2 separate regions of the Mus musculus genome follow, and region 1 is linked to region 2. The links are chromatin contacts, called in public promoter capture Hi-C maps. All regions are on one chromosome and are shown on one strand. The core of a region is the stretch at or near the end of the contact, and the rest is flanking DNA. Distances in the headings are between cores, read along the strand shown.

The links. Capture Hi-C pulls out chosen DNA fragments and counts their contacts.
Region 1: a promoter capture Hi-C map of pancreatic islet shows a contact between it and region 2. The contact joins the promoter of Zfp652 here to the promoter of Nxph3 in region 2. A contact is called at or near these places in 3 of 484 Hi-C or Micro-C datasets (cortical neurons, embryonic limb bud and trophoblast stem cells) and 1 of 9 other capture datasets (pancreatic islet).

The regions. Positions count from the first base shown.
Region 1 is chr11:95,746,812-95,752,408 of GRCm38.p6, forward strand. It overlaps Zfp652 (zinc finger protein 652), which reads left to right and starts at 2,256. Exons shown (of 5, transcript NM_201609.2): 1 at 2,256-3,336. The coding sequence starts at 2,440.
Region 2 is chr11:95,510,172-95,516,007 of GRCm38.p6, forward strand. Nxph3 (neurexophilin 3) reads right to left here and starts at 4,394. Exons shown (of 2, transcript NM_130858.3): 1 at 3,989-4,394; 2 at 1-1,361. The coding sequence starts at 4,042. The coding sequence ends at 657.

The DNA of each region.
Region 1 (5,597 bases), core at 1,006-3,505, 230 kb after region 2:
TCACTTATTTTCATTATCTACATAGGCTTTTTTTTCTTTTTTGTTAGTGATCTTAAAAATAGACTAATGTATTAAAAATTACATTCTAGAAAACTACCCTTGGTCATGGCTAGACTGAGCCCTCCCAACACCCTAGCATCAAACTTGATATGAAGGTAAAAATGACTTCCTTTGACTTTGGGAACATCCTGCCAGCCCTCCTGCTGGGAGCCACACGTGGGCAGAGCCATGCCAGGCTTTCTTCTGGTACTTGAGAGCTGTTGAATTTTATTAGAGCCTGAGCTATGTTGGATTTTAATAGAAAACTATCTCAGTGACACACACACAATGCTTCTTACCGTAAAGATAAAGAGTTCCTTTTAATTAACACTTATTTCTACATTTAGATGACGTTTGTGGGTAATGGCGAGTGCTTTGAATGCTGCTGGCATCCTGGCAGAGTAGCTTACTTAGGATGTAGCTGCTTCTTTGGCCCAAGGGGTTGTTTGATGAACCTTAGGTGCTTCAGCTGGCTTGTGGTGAGGAATACATATTTGATTTTGTTCTTGTGTGGAGACTATTTGTGCTAGCAAGTCCTTAGATAGTACCTGAGAGCAACTCTGTCCTCATACAGGTCGATTACTACAACTAGTATAGTATCTAGCAGATGGGAAACACTTACCTGTTTAACAAGGATGTGACCAAGTGCTTTGTATAAATGCAAATCCTCTGATTATTTATAAACTAGAGAATTGGCCAGACCTTACAGTTGTGTAGTTTGCTGCTTGGCTCCCACTTTTTGCATTAATGGACAATTTAAGTGGACTATTATTAGTGGACTATTGTTGCTACAGTTTAGGATCGACAGTACCAGAGTCAGGTTAGAAGTAACCGTATTTATTGGTCTCTTTATGAGCCTCGTTGGTTACATGTTCTCTTCCCTAACAGTGTATTCGCTTTATGTAGAGCAGCTCAGCAGGGTCTGAGTGACTCCTGTTACCTGTTAAAGTTACATAGCAGTTCAGCGTCAAGTGTACTGAACAGTTTCTTACTAAGGTTATTTCGTAGCAAGATTTCACTCACTTCAGCCGAGTAGAACCAATATATTAAGAAAAAGCCATATCATTCATCCCAGGCCTCGGGGGGCAGAGGTAGGCAGAACTCTGTGAGACCAGGTGGCCTCGTCTGTACAACAAGTTCCAGGACAGCCCGGCTACATAGTGAGACCCTCATCTCAGGAGGAAGAAGGGGGAAAGTTAAGCTTTGCTTATTTTAATTAATTAAAAATTAGCCCCAAAGTTTTGCAGTAGGTACTAAGTAGATGCTGAATAATAAAAATGTCTCTGGTGCCCATCACATGACAGACATTCAGTAAATACTGTTTTCCTTCCTTTTGTCAACTCGACTATACAGGTCCTCCATTGTCATTTGTATGACTCAGCTGCAGGGTAGCTGGCAAAATAGCAGTATAAGCATGCTGCAAGCAGATTGTATGCCCGTCATTGTTTTTTCATGGATGGTTTTAGTTTTCTTAGAACCGTGCCGACCTGGTGGTGACTGATTCTCAGAATTTTGACTTCTCTGCAACTGACACATGAAAAGTCACCCAGTTGTAGCATGGCTGTGCACCAAGTGTCAACCGCCTCAGCGGTGCTCCCATAGCTGAGGCAAGTTATGGTGACGGTTCATTTATAATTATTAAAGGCCAGGTCGGTTTCCTTGTGTGGTTGTGCCAGTTAGCTGCTCTAGTTCTGTGGCCTGCAGTGCCCATGTGGCTGCCCTTGTGTGTGGGTTCTCACTCTGGTAGATGTGGTGGCTGATGCTGAAGGAAACTGCCAGTATGACTCCCTTGAGTGTTTCATGGCCTTTTGTATCATGAGACTGATACCAGCAGACCCTGCAGCATCCAGTGTGGCAGACATCATGTGGTAGTAGGTATTTCTTCATCAAACACATGCTGTCTGCTTTAAAGATAGTTTGGTGAATTTGACAGATATGGCTCTTGGTATGATAGAATTTACATTCTAACTGAAATTGGGGACTCATACAAGCCTGTAAAATAATATCCATTTCAAACCATTTGAGGAGAATAATGAATCAAAGTGTATGGAATGTAATGATTTTAAATTTTGTGTGTTGTGAGGAATTCCATGGCCTAAGAAGAATATGGTGATATAATTTTTTCCCTCATTTTTTTTTCTCTTTATAGACAAGATGCTCCAAGTCCCCTGCAGTTCTCTTCGAAAGAAGACGAGGAGTGCTCTGCGCCTGCCGTAAGAACAGCCCTTTTTGACTTAAGGTGGCGGTGGTGCTGTGACACAGGAAGAACTGCATGCAGGCTGCAGGAGTTTCTTATTCTCACTTCTTGAGTAGTTAGTTCTCCGTGGAGGGAGAAAGATTTGAGTCTTAATTGCCCTGTTTTCAAGGTGTTCTGTGTCGTCTGAACTGGGCCACTTCCTAATGAGCTACACAGCCAGTCCTTGTCCGGAGCTGGTTGAACCCTGTGCAGTGCATGCAGAAGGAATGGCCCAGGAAGAGAGCCATCGAAGTCAGGCGCCACCCACCTTCTACCATGGTGCCAGCCAGGAGCTCGACCTGTCCACCAAAGTGTATAAAAGGGAGTCTGGAAGCCCTTACTCTGTGCTAGCAGACACCAAGATGAGCAAACCACATCTCCACGAGACGGAGGAGCAGCCATATTTCAGGGAGCCAAGGGCAGTGTCTGATGTGCATACTGTCAAGGAAGACCGGGAGAATTCTGATGACACGGAAGAGGAGGAGGAAGTCTCTTACAAAAGGGAGCAGATCATAGTGGAGGTAAACCTTAATAACCAAACATTAAATGTCTCTAAAGGGGAAAAGGGTGTCTCTTCCCAGTCCAAAGAGACGCCTGTCCTTAAGACAAGCAGTGAGGAAGACGAGGAAGAGACTGAGGAGGAGGCCACAGATAACAGCAGTGACTACGGAGAGAACGGACGGCAGAAGAAAAAGGAGAAGCAAGTGGAGAGAGTCAGGGTTACACAGAGGCGAACCCGGAGAGCGGCCTCTGCTGCCGCAGCTACCACTTCCCCTGCACCCCGCACAACTCGAGGCCGTAGGAAAAGTGCAGAGCTACCCAAGAGGAAGAAGCGGGCCACCAAGGAGGCTAAAGCGCCAGTTCAGAAAGCTAAGTGTGAAGAGAAAGAGACTCTGACCTGTGAGAAGTGCCCCAGGGTGTTTAATACTCGCTGGTACCTGGAGAAGCACATGAACGTTACTCACAGGCGCATGCAGATCTGTGATAAATGTGGCAAGAAGTTTGTCCTGGAAAGTGAGCTGTCCCTTCACCAGCAAACAGACTGTGAAAAAAACATTCAGGTAGGTCTCACCAGCGGAGGGCAAAGTTTCCAGGCTAGGACCTGGCTGTTCAGAGTCATCTGGTGTCTGCCCAAGAGGATAGAGGCTGAAGGGACAGATTTCACCAATTATCACTTTAGACTCTGCTGCTTGGGTCTTTTCAAAACCAAGGCTTAATCCTGTCTTTCAAAAGCATTACACTTAACTGACGATGGATTAGTGAGAACCAGGTGCACTGGAAGGGGGATTGGTTATAGATGACTGACTGGGATGTAAAGTCAGCGCCGACTTTGCACTGAGAGTCTCTGTTGTGGGACCTGTGAGATAATTCATTCTGGCATCTTCTGTCACGGTGGGAGGTTTGCCGAGTGAGGGCCAGGAGTAGAGAAAGGTCCTTTCCAATTAGAAGGATGTCAGAGTCTAGTGCAGCTGATGGGGACAGAGACCATGACTCAGACCTGTGGAAATGGAAGATCTCCTTACACCCGTGGAGAGATGGCAACACTAAATGTGTCAAGAGGCAAGCCCGTGGGAATATGCAAACCTTAAACAGAGGCTGAGCTGTTTGAAAATGTTGCTTACCTGGCAGTAGGGTTACATAATAATGTTGCTGTACAGTGCTGCTGATGTAACAAAGCGTGCTATTCAAACCACTCTGGTGTCTTGGAAAGATTGTACTGTGACAGGTTAAGAGGTGTTGAATTTATTGCAGCTATATTGGTGTATGTATATGTTTGTGTATTAATGGATATTCATACATGGTAAGTCTGTTATGTGTCCATAAGATGTATATAATAATTACCATATTGAAGCTAACTTTAAAAGATAAATTGTTTTACTTTTGGTGTGGGAAGTTTAATTTTCTCTTTTAGACAATTGTTTTTAATCAATAACTGAATGCCTTTCTTTAAAGAGATTTTTGGTTTTTTTTATAAGCCACTGATTTAGCTTGTAAATCATGACATGATAGAGGTATGCTGGGTAAATAAAAGAGACTCTGGCCATGTTCTCCAGCAGGTGCCTGGGCAGAAGTTGGTTGCAGGGTCAGTCCAATGGAGCATGGTTCAGTGCTGCCCCCTAGAGGTCAAACTTGGATTTCATAGTGGCTCTTTACTGAAAAGGCATTCCTCATTTCTGTCTCTATGATCTGCTTATTTTGTGGGTTCCCTCCCTCCCTCCGTCCTCCCCCTCTTCTTCCTTTCTTCTTATTCTTTTTTTTTTTTTTTTTTTTTTTTAGCTTGAATTTGATTGAGTAACCAAAAACACCAGGTCTTGTTTGTAAGCTTCTGTGCTTCTCCTATCATAGCATGTTCACCCTTGTGCTTGTGTTGTGTGGGTTCTGCTGACTGAAAGCCGTGCAGACTCCTAGGCTGAAGAGATGGCTCAGCACTGGGCACTCTTCAGAGAACCTGAGTTTGGTGCCCAAGGCTCTCATGGCAGCTCATCCCCCCGTTCCAGGGATCTAACATCCTCTTCTGTCCTCCTTGGGCACCAGCCACATATGCAGTATATATACATACAGCAGACAAAACACTCAACTATATAAAGAAATACTTTTTAAAAAAACCCAAGCCCTTTCCATTCCTAAAGAATCTTGTGCTGTGTGTCTTCATGCAGCTCCTGACAACCCTGACAATCTCATGAGAAGAGAAAACTAATCGTTGCAGAAATGGTGGCTTACAGGGGCCATCTGACCTTTTCCAGAGCAGTGTCCATCCAGGGGCTTGTCTCTGAGCTCTTGGTTCTTGACCTCTGCAGTGGCAGTGGCACTCAAGGGCTGTAGTGACTGAGTTCTCTTACTGTTCATTCCTCAGAGCCTGGCAGTTGTCAAGAATTTTCTGGTATCGTTTGGTTGATTTAGTCATTCTTTATGCCTAATAATCCAGGCTGCTGCTGAGCCATGGTTTGGAGAACTAGGCGTTGTGATATAAGGAGGTCTGGAATTGGGGGTGGGGGGTGGGGGGTGGGGGGTGGGGGTGGTCAGTGGTTTAAGAGGTTGCGTTAGCTTCTGCTGGAGGGAAATGGCAGACTGAATTAAATTTAGGGAAAGTTAGTAAATCTTGAACATTTTGTTACAGAATTCTTCAAAATGTGTTTTCTAAAGCATGAGGACATTTTTATACCCTTCAGATCTATAATACTTATATATCTTGTCTTTGGTTGTGCTAACTTCAGGCTTATTTATATTCTCTGGTAAGTACATCTTAACTGCATGGCAGCCTGGGTAGAAGGCAGCTGTACGTGCTGGTCTGTGCCGTAGCGTGCCTGAAGTTCTAGCAGGT
Region 2 (5,836 bases), core at 3,144-5,643:
CATGCTAACAGGACCTATAGTCATCCTGTCTCAGCTGAAGGACAAGGGTGGCGCGCCATCAGCAAGAGGTGTCAGCGGTACAAAGGTGCTGGAGGGAGGGAGAGGGGATTTCTGGAAAGGAATGGCCTGGCTGGTGACCGAGAGTCATGACAGCAAACACCCAAGGGTGGGGATGAGGTTGCCATTTCAGCCTCAGTGCGGGGGAGGGGGGGGGGGAAGGGGCTGCCCACTGCCGGCTCCCACGGGAGACGCCATTGAGCTCTCCATCCTAAGTTGTCTACACAGTTGGACTCCCCTTTGCTGACCACTGTCCTCCTTCTGAATAGCAAGGAGAGAGACAAAGGTTGAGGTCTTCTCTGTGGCTTGATCTGGGGTTGCCTGGCTTCCCTGCCCAGGGGCCTCGGGGCCCAGCATCTGCTTTGGATAGGAGGGAAAGCCCTGTAAGGCTGCCCAGGGCATATTTCTCTTCCATAACAAGTATCTTCTAACCTCAGGTTGGGCACAGCACTGGGGACCCTTCCCCAACACCTGACGCTTGATCCTGACCCACCAGGCCTCTCTTCCTCTCCACCCCCTCCCTACCTGAGGTCCATCCCTTTCCCTGCCCAGTGTCCAGCCAGCCAGCCTCCTGCACCGGCCTCTGCCGCCCATCTAGGTCACCCAGATGGGTAGTAGGGGGTATCACTGTGGTAGTTGTAATCTGGGCACACCTTCTGCACCAGTCGATAGTCCGTGCTATAGAAGGCAATATAGACGCAGACAACTTTGAAGGGCTGGGAGCAGCTCCAGGTGGCCGAGCTCTGAGCGTGGTCACGGGAACAGATCTTGGCTGGGTCGTGGGTACAGAGCGAGGTCCGGCGGCCCCGTTCTACCTTCTCCCACTCCATCCGGCAGTTGAAAATTTTGGATGCCTTGGCTTCGATGAAGATCTGCTGCTCTTGGTGAAACTCCACAGCTTTGCTGGGGGGTACAAGGCTGATGGAGATGTTACCTTGGCCCGTGGCGTTGTGGCGGAAGTGGACGCTGAAGGTCCCGTTTCCGTGGTCCACAATCTTGCCTGTGACCAGCAGGTTCAGGGCCACTGTCTTGATGTTGGAGTAGAAATCACCCCATCCAAATATTTTTTTCACCTTGGTCGAGGGTAAGGGACTTTGTTTGGGGCGGTTGGGGGGCTGCCCAAGGACACCCCAAACCTCCCCGGGTGGGGCTAACAGCCCTAGGAGGGTGGAGTTGGCCAAGGGGCGGGACTTAGGTGAGATATGACCTCGCTTGCGAGGCACCCTAGGCCGAGGCTGGCCCTCATGGTCATCGTGTTCAGGGTCCTCTGAGCCAGGCGGGCCATCGTCTTGGCCGCAGATGACCTACGGAGGGATTTGGAAAGAGAATTAGAACCTTGTCCTCAGAGGACCTAGAAGATTTGAGATCTGGCAGAGCATCCCATCAGTATCTACCTGGTCTCTGTCCCTGTCTACTCAGGCTAAAGGGGTGGGGTGGGGAAGTAAGCACTTGTTCCCTTGGGGGTCAGGTGTGCACCCTGGCTCTTTCATAATCCACCCTCGTGTTCTGATGCTTCAGTCATCTCCATATCTCATCTTTACTGCCCTGCCTCAGCCTGCCATTCAAAATCTGGAGGGGGTCTTCTGGACGTCTCTCCTCTCCATGGACTAGGGTACCAGAGACATACGACTCTACTCTCCAGATAGGTCCCAGTCAGATGGGAGGGCTTGGCTTCTGATCTTGCAGAAGACCCCCCCCCCAGTCTGAAGGGAATGCAGACTGTCTACCCCTTTCCCTCCAATTTATTTATTCACTTCTCAATCACAGCCTTCTTCTCCTCCCAGTCCCTCCTCCCACTGCCCCTCCCCCATCTCTCCCTCTCCTTCATCTCTGAGAAGGGTGAGGTCCCTCCTGGATAGCAACCCACCCTGACACCTCAAGTCACTGCAGGTCTAGGTACAGCCTCTTCCACTGAGGCCAGCCAAGACCGCCCAGTTAGGGGGAGAGTTTCTACCCTTGAAATGTCCAGGTGCCTGGGAAGTGTCACTTCTTTCTATCTTCCAGGAGTCCTTCACCTAGAGCTGGGAGTTGCAATTTATTTGGGGAGCCCCACCCCTACCTTGGGAGCTCCCTTCTGTCAACACACACACACACACACACACACACACACACACACACACCGTATATCTTTTAAGACGTTTTAGTCTTCTGGCTAGGACACCGTTCCTAGCCCAGTATAACTGCCGACTTTAGAGGCAAAGACAGCCTATGCACCACAAAATACGAATCCAGAACCCAGCCAGAGTCCTGGTCAGTTACCAGTTTGGTTCAGGTTTTGCTAAGGCTAGGAGACCAGGAGCAGATGGCACACCCAGGATGGCCAAGCTTGTGGGAGCAAAATCCTCCTCTGGGGAACACGTGATGACATGCCAAGATGGCACTTGCATGATGAGGGACCAGCTCTTGTGAGTCCCATTTCACAGGTGAGGACATCGGGCCTTGCAGGTTACATCACAAGACATGGGCCACAAGTGTCAGCCTTCCCATCAACAGACACAGTCCCACCTCACGACCTTTTGCAAAAGACTTTTATCAAAGCCCTGTTTCCACCTGGAATGCCCTGTCAGACTCCGCCAGGGCTTGTCTTGCCTACACAGGCTCAGCTATGGTGACAGGCCACACCTTGGGGAGGCTTTCCTGGAGGAGAGTGGAAAGAGCCAGCGGGGCTCAGCAGAGCAACAGGGAGGTTACCTGGTTCCCTAGGCTCCATGGCCTGAATGTGTGTTTGCTCAGTTCCCGAAACCGAGTTCTTCCCAGTGTGTCTATGTCACCAGTGAGGGGACAGGAGCTCAGCCACAACATCTGGACTGATGATGACATGGGTGGGGCGGAGGGAATCCTGAGGAGCTGGGATGGGAGGCTCCAAAGGGTTTAGTTCTTATGCTCTTGCTCTGGCCTTGGTGACCAAGCCAGTCTCGGAGTTAAGGCTGCTCCTGCCTCCCAAGTCCCCAGTGCCCCAGGGTCAGGAGTCAAGAAGGAAGGCTCCTGGGTTTGGGTTTAAGGCTGCCCACCTGTGCGTACTTGGCTCTAGGGTTTAACTAAATGGTTGAGACAGTCAATAGCTCAGTAGTAAAGAGGGCCACAGGAAAGGGCCAAGCAGGGAAGACATCCTCCCTAGTCCTAGAGTGGACTAGGAATGGAAGGGTTGCTGTCAATGGGAATTGTTTTGAGGAAGGGGGCCGTTCCAGTGGCGCCGAGGCGGAGGCTTCTCCAGGACAGGATTAGGGTCGGGACAGATGTGGGGCGGTGGGCGCGGGTCGCGAGAGAGTTAAGCTACAGGGTAGGGTCCAGGGTGGGGTTCCAAGGCACCCTGGGCCGCGGGGGAGCGGGGTCTGGGCGCTCAGCTCAGCTGCTTTGAGCGCCTGGGGCGGGAGCCGCCTGCCCAGGTCCTGTGGGGCTCGGGCTGCGCGCTGCCGGGAGAGGCGAGGAAAACAACAGGCGAGGAGGGAGGGAGCGAGAGGGACGGCGGGAGGCAGGGACGCGGGGGCTGCCCCCGGTCCGCCCGGGTTTGGCGCGCCAGGGCCCACAGTTCGGGATTCTCTGGGCCCCAGAGGTCAAAGAAGAATACCGCGTCCCCTGGCCGGGCAGGTCACCTGCCCCACCCCCGTTTCGCGCGTCCTGGGATGCTGCTACGAGAGGTCGGGTAATCCTTGGCTACTCAGCTTGGGGGGCCTTTTCCCTAGTGTCACTCGCACCTCCCGCGATCAGCCGCGGAGTGGGTGGGCCATCCAAGCACCCTCCTCCCCGCCCCTATTAACCCTTCCAGTCCGGCCTCTGGCCTCGGACCCGCCCTCTCCCCTAGCCTCCAGCGTTCACCGCATCCCCAGGATGCCGGGGTGGGGGGAGGGAGAAAGTTTCAGGGCTCCGCAGCTTCCCGCGCTCTCCCCATCCCCTGGCCCCCGCCCTGCGCCGCTCCCCGCGGACCACTCACCAGATAGAGGCTGCCCTGCACTAGGAACACGAAGCAGCAACGGGTCAGTTGCATCTTCCTCCTTTGCTCTCACCCGTCTCTCTTTTCCTTTCGGGGTCCCAGGCCCCCTCCGTCCCGGACTGCTCCTTCAGGCGCGCTGTCCCATGCTCCGGTCCCCGGTGGCTCGCGGCCCTCCCCTCAGCCAGTTGCTGGGACCGACCCCGCCCCCTTCGGTCCAGCTGTGCAGCCGCCGCCCCCTCCCCGAGTCCAGCTGCTCGCCGCGCGGTCCCTTCTCCCAGTCCCAGATGTGCGCCCGGAGCGTCTCGAAGGGGCTCCGGCTGAGCGGTGACTCTGCCGCTCCAGACAGGCGCTCGGCGCCCGGCTTGTTTCCAGAGGCTCGGCTCTCACCCAGATGTGCTGGGGACCTGCGCGCGCGCCCGTCCCCGGTGCTAATTCCCCAGACCAGACGGCCCCTCCCGCCCCGTCGTGGCGCGCCCCCTGGCGGACGCCCCGGGCCACGCCGAGCCGCGGCCGCCCGCTCCCCGCTCTGCGCCCCGCCAGACTGGAGCGCTCCTGGCGCCCAGGCGCCTCCCGCTTCCTCGTCCCTCCCACTGGCGGCGGCGGCGGCGGCAGGTACGGTGAGCCCAGTCGGTACCTCCGGATTTAACTCCTCCCCTGCCGGCCAGCAGCCTGGGGACCTGGGACGCCCAATTTCCAGCGTAGGGGACAGGAGGAGGGCGGAGGAGCTCTGGGTGAGGAGGCAAGAGGCTGGAAGACCGCGGATGGGGACACCAGCTTTTCCGCCCTTCTGGCAGCGCGCCTTCTTTTCTGTAGCGGGCACACGGGAATCTGTCGCTCTACCTACCTCCACCCTAGGAGTCCTAGAATTTGGAAAGACGACTCTCCCTAAATCCATTTTTAAGGGCTCAAGGATATTTACAGCGGATCACAGCTGATGGTTCCTGCAAGACTTGATGAGGGTGCTAAGGGAAGTTCTTCTAAGTGTCTAGCTCGCACCCTTTTTCCTAGCACATTCGTTCCTTTTCTTCTTAGACGACCTAAGAGCAATCAGTACGAAGCATTTGGTTGAGGCGCTGGGCTGAAGAGACCACTAGGGTCCAGGCTGGGTTCTGAGGTTGGGGTAAGGGTTTGCCTCCTGAGAAATAGAGGCATAAATGGCGTGAACAGGCCTCTCAGAGCATGTTCTTCCCTACCCATTTCCCACGGCACAGGTGTCACCAGGCGGAAAAGGGCCCCACCCCAGTGGGGTCCTAGGTTGCTCTGTTCTCTTCAAATCACCAAGACAAGAAAGATTAAGACCTAGACAAGAGATCCCAAAGGGTCAGGACCACCCTCCTGCCCTCAATGGCTAGACATCCTTCTGAGCTCTTTACAACTCCTTTGGTCTTTAGAAAAACAAAAGGTCGAATCCTAGGACCCGCATGGAGGCATTTGGAGTGGCCCCAGCCTACACTGGGTCTACCGGAAGCTCTCCACACTCTCTTCTGTGGCCCTCTGAGATCCAGTGTGGTCCCTGGCTGCAGCCCCCAGCTCACACCCAGCCTCCTCCCCCACCATCTGCCAGGCGTTGTGCGAGGAATGCAGATGAATCTTAATATCAGCCTGGGCCAAGTGCAAAGAGGGAGAGACTGCAGAAGGAGGTAGCTTGGATGAGCCCCCTGTCTCCTGGGTGCCCTGGGCCTTTCGGGCTCTTTGCAGTGTGTGTGTGTGTGTGTGTGTGTGTGTGTGTGTGTGTGTGTGTGTGTGTACTCAAAGACTGCCAAAGGCAGGGGAGGAGGAAGGAACAGGTAAAATTTTGTGTGGCCTTGGAGCTTCTGGTCCAGCTGGGAGAAAGATGCTGTTGGTCTG